Linked DNA regions of Triticum aestivum: region 1 is linked to region 2. Evidence: chromatin contacts called from public Hi-C data. All regions are on one chromosome and are shown on one strand. Each heading gives the region's core, a stretch centred on a gene start, on an enhancer-like site or on the middle of the called end of the contact. The rest is flanking DNA. Distances are from core to core; before and after follow the strand shown. Region 1 holds the start of LOC123091401. Region 2 holds the start of LOC123091397 (mRNA-capping enzyme).

The links. Hi-C and Micro-C count contacts between places; a contact is called where the count stands out from the background.
Region 1: a Hi-C map of leaf shows a contact between it and region 2, with 5 times the contacts expected there. The contact joins the promoter of LOC123091401 here to the promoter of LOC123091397 in region 2. A contact is called at or near these places in 2 of 5 Hi-C or Micro-C datasets (both in leaf).

What each region holds. Positions count from the first base shown.
Region 1 is chr4B:121,731,900-121,735,908 of IWGSC CS RefSeq v2.1, reverse strand. It overlaps LOC123091401, which reads left to right and starts at 2,422. Exons shown (of 7, transcript XM_044512901.1): 1 at 2,422-2,697; 2 at 3,398-3,466. The coding sequence starts at 2,509.
Region 2 is chr4B:120,841,691-120,845,399 of IWGSC CS RefSeq v2.1, reverse strand. It overlaps LOC123091397 (mRNA-capping enzyme), which reads left to right and starts at 1,800. Exons shown (of 18, transcript XM_044512896.1): 1 at 1,800-2,026.

The DNA of each region.
Region 1 (4,009 bases), core at 1,173-3,672, 890 kb before region 2:
CCATGCATGCATGTGCATCACATCTCGCACGAGTCTCCTGTTTGCTACTTGTGTCCGCATCTTTGCCACCACCAATGGGGCAATCTCTTTGATTGTTGCACCATGTATCCATCGGTCTTTCCAAAACAAGGTCTTGCCTCCCGATCCAACTCCCCACTTAACTAGGCTCCCAAAGGCTTGATCCACTTTTTTGTCCGCGGTCAAATTGAGACCTTGCCAAGGCCTAGACTCATCCGTGCGTCGGAGCCATTCCCATCTCAATCTTAATGCGATGCCATGTTTAGACAGGTCAATGACTCCAAGCCCTCCCATGTGCTTTGGCCTGCACACCTTAGTCCATGAGACAACACATTTGCCCCCATGCACCGCCTCAGTCCCGGCCCAGAAGAAAGCCCTACAACCTTTGTCCACTCTTTCCAGAGCCCATTTTGATGCCTCCGCGATCATTAGGTGATGTGTAGCGCGGGGAGCTCCTATATGCCGCGTTTTGCGGCGAATAGATCACAGGACGCACAGGAGGTGCGCGACTGGGCCGGCCCATTCACTGTCTTGCGCGGAATGTAAAATTCGAAAAAAAGAGGGCGCTACCTACATGAATCGAACCAGCAACCTTCTTTAGATGCGCCCGACACGCTAGTCACTGCGACAGGCTAGTTATTCTGAAATATTAACAGCGCGAGTTTAAAAGAAATTGCCAGCTGCTGCGAAAAAGAAAAAACCAGTTTGCCAAATTCCATAAAATAAAACTAGTGGGCAAGGTTTCGAACTCAAGTACTCCGGACAGGGAAGAGACTACATAGCCACTGTAATAACTGAAATTTAGTGTGTACAGTGGCAGACCGGAATATATAACTATAATCCGAGGCACATTAAAACTGGTTTTAAAATTTCAAGCACGAACATTTTAAAAAAGGTTTTTCTTTCCTAAAAGTGTAGCATTTTTAGAATGTGAACAATTTTGGAAAACAGGTACATTTTTGAAAATTCACAAATATTCCTGAATTTGTAAAAAAAAACATGCGTACATTTTCTAAATTTGTGAAAAAAATTAAACATGAACATTTTCTGAATATGTGAACAAATTTTGAAAACAAAATAGTTTTTGAATTTGGAAACAAATTTGCAAAATGGAAAGAATTGTTGAAATACCATTACATTTGTGAATTTGCGAAAAAATAAAAAACAGGGACAATTTTTTGAAATTCCCAAATATTTTGGAATTTGTAAAAAAAAATTGAACATGTGAACACTTTTTAATTTGTGAACAGATTTTGTAGAATATAGCATTTTTTGAATATGTGAACAATTTTGGAAAACAGGAAAACATTTAAATTTCCCCAAAAAATTGAATTTGGGAACAAAAACTAAACATGCGGACATTTTTAGAATTTGTGAACAAATTTTTAAACATGAACATTTTTTTAGTATGTGAACAATTTTTTAAAACACTTTTTTTTTGAATTTGCAAACAAATTTTTTAAATGGAAAGAATTTTTGAAGATCCAGAATACTTTTGCATTATTTCAGTTTGTTTGAATCAGGAACAAGTTTTTTTAATTCTCAAACATTTTTGAATTTGTGAACAAAATTTAAGCATGCGAACATTTTAGGAATTTGTGAAACAAATTTTTTTAAATAGAAATTTTGTGAAAACAAATATTTTTGGTTTGTGAACAAAATTTAAAAAGGTGAACATTTTTTGAATTACCAAACATTTTGTGAAACAACGCAAACAAATTTTGGAATTCTGTTTTCGTTTGGAATTTATGAAGTCAAATTGGAAACATGAACATTTTATATGAAAATGAAGATTTTTTTTAAATGTGAACATTTTTGGAAAAAGAAAAATAAATTTGAGAAAGAAAAATGAAAAGGAAAGGAAAAAGAATCAAAAAATGAAAAAATAACGAAAACAAAGAGAAAAAGGAAAAAGAAACTGCAAAAGAAGTAAAAAGAAAAGAGAAACAGAATAGAAAAAAATCTGGTTCAGGAACCTTCTAGAAGTTTTCCAAAACCGTAGAAAACCGGCTGGGAACTTCTAGAAGGTTCCCAAAACCGGGAACGCTAAAACCGCTTAAACAGGCTGGCCCATATCCGAACGACCGCTTGATCCCTGTGCGAAAGAGCGACATCTTGCCGCAAGGCGCGGCGAATAGGGAATTCCTGTAGCGCGCGCCCTTATGACTTGGTTAACAAGTATGAGCCTCCCAGGGCTGTGCTATCCTGACAAAATGTGTAGTGTTGTATCAACAATGGACTGCCACTCGCCCTGTGGAATACCATTGTCTTTCTAACGATATGGTTTGAGATGAATTATTTTTACAGAACGAGACTGAAATGGACATTTCTTAAAACTGTAAAACGGGCTATTTTATTGTTCCAAGCCTTCTACTGACAGAGATGCCAATAAAATATACCTGATCAGCGTTATCTCTCTGCTCCCGCCATTGGCAACCGCGAAACCACCCAACCCACCCCCACCACATTTTCACGCCGCGGCGGCCATCCATGGCCGCCTCTGCTTCCTTCCGCTTCCTCTCCCCTCCAGCACCGAACCCGCATGATAGGATACACCCTTCACTCCTCGCATGCCCGACGCGCCGGCGCAGGCTCCGGGCCACCCGCTGCTCGTCCACGCCGCAACTGCCGCCATCGCCGCCGCTCGAGTTCCCCCTCCTCCCATTCCAGCCCGCGGAGGTAACATTTCGGAAGAACACCAAAGGGCGGATCCCCTTTCTGTTCATTTGTCTGGGATAGCGTTAGATGAAATCTGATGATAATGATAAATCACAGTCGAATGGTTGGTTGGAGGGCAAGTCGAATTGGTTTGGGTCTTGGCAACCAATTCTTCTTTGGTGCGTTGGGGTGGGTTTCCAGAACCACAATTTGCTGTTTGAACATAACAAATCAGTTGAATCGGCCAAAGTAGGGATTCTGGGTCTGTTTGATTTTTTTTTTCTGCTAATGCGTTTCATCACCTTCAGGCTTGTACAGTCAGTTGCTAGATGGGCATTGGCTTGTTGAAGCGAGACGTGTTTTCTTGCAAAAATTCTACTTACAGGGGCTAATGTACCTTACAGACGATTGTTATAGCAATCAGCATTTGCAAGTTGCAACAATGCCATGAGTCATGACTTTTGCCTGAGTAAATTGTTGGTGAGGTTATCACATCGCCATGATTTATCTTCCTCATGCTGCCTTCGCAACAAGTAATTGAAGAATTCTCATTTTTTTTAGCCAACGTCTGGAATTAATTTTGGACTCACATATTTGATTTGCACCGTTTCTAGTCATCGAGATCGTCTCAGTATTTATTTCTCTGCAAAGCTATAAAATTGCTAGGAACTCTAAAAAATTATAGCAATTCGATGGTACTAAGATAATAAAAATATTATAGGTGTTGATTCCATCTGAATGCAAGACCCTGCACTTATATGAAGCAAGGTATCTAGCATTGCTAGAAGAGGTAATTACCATTGGCTCAATTGATTGCTTTATGCTACTTTTGGCATCTCACTATTGTTTTTCTCGATTGGCATAATCTAGCTTCCTTGCTACACAAAAAATACTGTTCATCACACATTTGTAGATTTATCATGTAAATGGTCTCTTACGTTACAACTCTCACCTTCCTAGAGTTAAGAGAGGTTTGGCCATGATGGTTCATTAGGGAAATGTATTGTTTAGCCCTAGGCATGCTTGTGTACAAATCACAGTCTGTGTGCACTTCTGTATCCCAGTAAAAATTGCACAATCATGTTGCTAATAAGAATCCTAGCTTACCTTTTTACTACAAATTTCATGTTATTTCATTCAAATAGGAAAAAAGCCCATTTTTGACCCTCCATTGTTGCAAATTTTAATCTTTGGTCCCTCAACTCTATATCAATTACATTTCTTTCCGAGGTGTAAAAAAAGTTTGGATTTGGTCCCTTGCCCCACTAGAAGTGATTTCGACGATTATGTGGTTGCATTTGGCACAAGTGACAACCTAGTCATAATTTCTTTT
Region 2 (3,709 bases), core at 551-3,050:
GCGATCTGCTATACCATTTCCGGCGCCTGAGCGACCTCGTACTTCACCATGGCGAAGCCAGCAACCGGCACCGGCTCTGCCGTTGCTTCCTCCTCCTCCTCCTCCTCCTCCTCCTCCTCCTCCTCCATGGGCTCCGGCTTTGGCTCGCTGCTCCCCCTCCTCCGTCTCCGAAGAATCTGGAGTCATGCCTGCTGCCAACGGGGCGGTGCGCCTAACCAAGATCTCCTCGAGCAGTTGGACACGCCACTCGGGTGTAAGCATAGCATAGCCCATCTTCTTCTGCCGGGCCATAGTGGAGATGGACGACGAGAAGGAGAGCGGGAGCGAATGTGGAGGGCGGCGAGAAGTTGATGGATGAGATCGGGCTGACGACATGGAGAGGGAGTGAACAGATGTGGCTAGGGCTCGGAGACGTCGTCCGGATTAAATAGCCGGGCCCTGGCCCTCTGGCGGCGATTCGGAGCGGCGTCGGGACATTCACACCCCACCGGATGAGATGCCCGCTGGACGACTATTGGGTTTCCGAGTGTTTACTTGTGGGACCCGACTGTCAGCACGATACGACCGGTCGCGCTCGGGCCGCCTCATATACGCCCTACATTTGGGATGGATATGAGGGGTGCCGGTATGCCCTGACGTTTAAGGCTAGTTTGAGGCGTATGGATGATTAGATTTTTGACAGGTGAGTGGTCGGGTCGACCGTCCCGGCGTTTGAGACCCGATTTTAATAAGGCGGCCGGGTAGATGATGCAAGTGCTTGAGTTCAGCGTCAGGCTGCAAGTGGGGCTACACATGGGAGTCCCACCTTTACCCCACTTGCTCCCAATATATTTAATGGGAATAACTTGACCATCCCATCACATGGGAGAAAGTGGGATCCCACTTCGCACATGTATGTAGACGTAAACACTAATTTAGCATCCATTAGTAATCTGTTACTTACACTCTTACACTCTCATATGCACGTAGACCGGACCGGCGGCACTCTGGCGCGTGCTTGACCAAGCGGCTCGTTAGCCGCTTCGATGGTAGTTCAGGAGCGGTCGCCGGTGCGTGCATGAGACACAAGGAGATGCCATGAGGTGCAGGTGCAGTCATGCCCTGGTGCCTGCAGCCGTGGTGCTCTCCATTGTCAGGACCGTGCTCCTCCGCCACACCTCGGCCCTGCCTCGGGCGAGCATGGGAGCTTCGTCCCCCATGTCCTTCATCTTCGCGGAGCCGAGGAGGTGGTCAACTGTGGCGCTCGGAGGTGCGCGGCTGTGGCGAGGAGCTGGAGCCTGGGCCATGGGAAGCCGTAGCCAGGCAACTCGCGAGGCGCCGGTACAAGCAACTGAAGATGCTGGAGTCTGAAGCACCGGTACAAGCAACGGAAGATGCTGGAGTCCGAAGTATAACCTGTTGCATGCATACTTTGTTTCAGGTTCCTGTTAACTGAATACTCCTAGCTACACGAGACCCTGGGTAGCTTTTTTTTTTTTTTTTTTTTTTTTTGAGAATCTCACAAAGCTTTATTACTGAGCTAAAAGGGGCAAGGTGGGCTCCCAATGGGCTAAGTGGGATAATCCAATTATTATTTTTTCTATCCAGTGAGATTCCACTAAAAAAATTTAAGTGGGATGGACTACCAGTGGCTTGGCTGTACACCGCTCGTGAGCAGCAGCCCGCCGTGCGCCACACGGCTCTACCAGTGCAAAGCGCCCGGGTGGCAGCGCCCGGATGGCCGCGTGCACGCGAGCACGTGGTACGCCGAGCTCACGCTCATAAAGGTCACCCCCACTCCCCACCTCGGCCGCAACTCACTTCCGCGTTCCCCTTCCTCTCGACTCGGTTCGAACCGGTTTGGGGCCCTCTTCGCATGGCCGCTCCCAAACCCTAACCCGCAGATCCTTTGCCCTCCCCTAAACCCTTCCCCCAATCCCCCTTCTCCTCCGCCCCGCGGTGCTCTCCGGTGCGGGCACCGCCCTCCGCTGCTCTGCCCGGCGGGACGCTCGGCGTCTCGACCCCCGCCTCAGCCGTCGCGCGTGAGGTACGCTTTGCTCATTTCTCTCCTCTCCTGGGTCAGCGTGCGCTCGGCGCGGTGCGCCTCCATGCTTAGCTTGTGGTGCGGTGGTTAGCTCGCGGTGTGGTGCTGGTGCTGTTCCGTGTTCGTGGCGCGGGCAATTTGCTGATTCGGCCAGGCCTCCGGAGTCGCCAACCCTAGAGGCTGGCCGTGCACTCGCTGCCGCCTCGCACGGGGAGGGTGTGGGGCCTGGATGGTGGGTTCGGACTTCGGAACGGTGTGGTTTTGTTCTTGTGTTTTTCCATGCGTGTTCGCCACCTGTAGCCATGAACCCCAGTTAGCTTCCCAATTCGAGAACATTATATTGCCTGGAAGAAGCAATGGCGTCGAAAAACACTCGATTGTGGCAATCTTTTGGGTGTTTGATTTGATGTTTTTTTCGATTTGATGGATTGCGTGGTAGAAGATGTGAGAGAGGGGTCGGAGTAATTCGCAGATATGCACTCTTGCCGTTATACTGCTGCGAGTATCAGCATGCTCTGATTTGACTTGGTCACTTGGATCGTCTTCTTTTCTTGTCTATGCATATTGCTTGTTCGTGCATGCATTACAAGTCCCTTCTATACATATCCTGATGGATATTTTCTTAGTACTGTGGGTTTTCATATCCGAAAACATGGTATTGGATTCATTCTGCTTCTTAAATGTGTGATGCAATGCTAACCTGATAGTTATTTCGGTTTTTTCTGGCGGAAATGATTAATTCATCTTCACTCCTAACGACTAGTAGCCTTTAATAGTTTGTTTCCTCTATTTTCTGCGGAGACTCTGAGCTAATAAATAGTCAATGCCATTCATTCAATGGTACTCCTGTCTCTTTTTATTAGCCGTTATCCCCTTCTGCACGGTAATTAACGCCATATAAAAACCTACCAACCCCTTGCTCGCTGAACCAATGTGCCATCACTAATTTCCTTAATAATTGGGTGATCACATCCTCTGCCAATAACTGAATCGCTAGCCTCACTGCACGCCTCTTGCATGCGGTTTGTGGCCCTCTGGGATCTGGCCCTTCAGCATGCAGGCTCCTCTAGCGCTCCTATGATTAGCGATTGGAAATTAGAACATTAGCGGTAAGTCACTTGGTACGTCAGGGGTAAAAAGGAAAGAAAACACCCACACTGAGTACCAGAGGCAAATCCTGTCAAACAATATGGGAAAGATTAGAAATTTTTTCATGCCTTACAAAATGAGATGGTGGAGTTCTGGTTAGTATTTTTGACTGACTTTAAGATTGTCAGCATTTCTGAGCTCCGTAAATCAGAATTCTCTTATGAGAGAGGTTAGACTTAAGGGAGACATTTGGCCCATCAGCCAATGGGAAGAGGATAAGGGGAGGAGGGAGAGAGTACGAGAGATGGGCTTTGGCCCAGGCTGTCTAAGGGTAGGTGAGAGTGATGAATGGGCCATGAAATATTTGTCACCATTCAAATTTTAAGAAAAAAAACAAATGATATTCAAATTCGGAAAACATTAAGCATTCAAATAAGCAAGGGAAAATACCAAATGAACTAATAATCCAGAAAGAAGATCAACGTTTCATATTGTAATAATTGAATCCTATATTTATGTTACAACTAGGTTAATTGTTGTTGTGGCAGGAAAAATGTTTAATGCTCGAACGAGAACTATCTCCTTATCTTTTTTTCC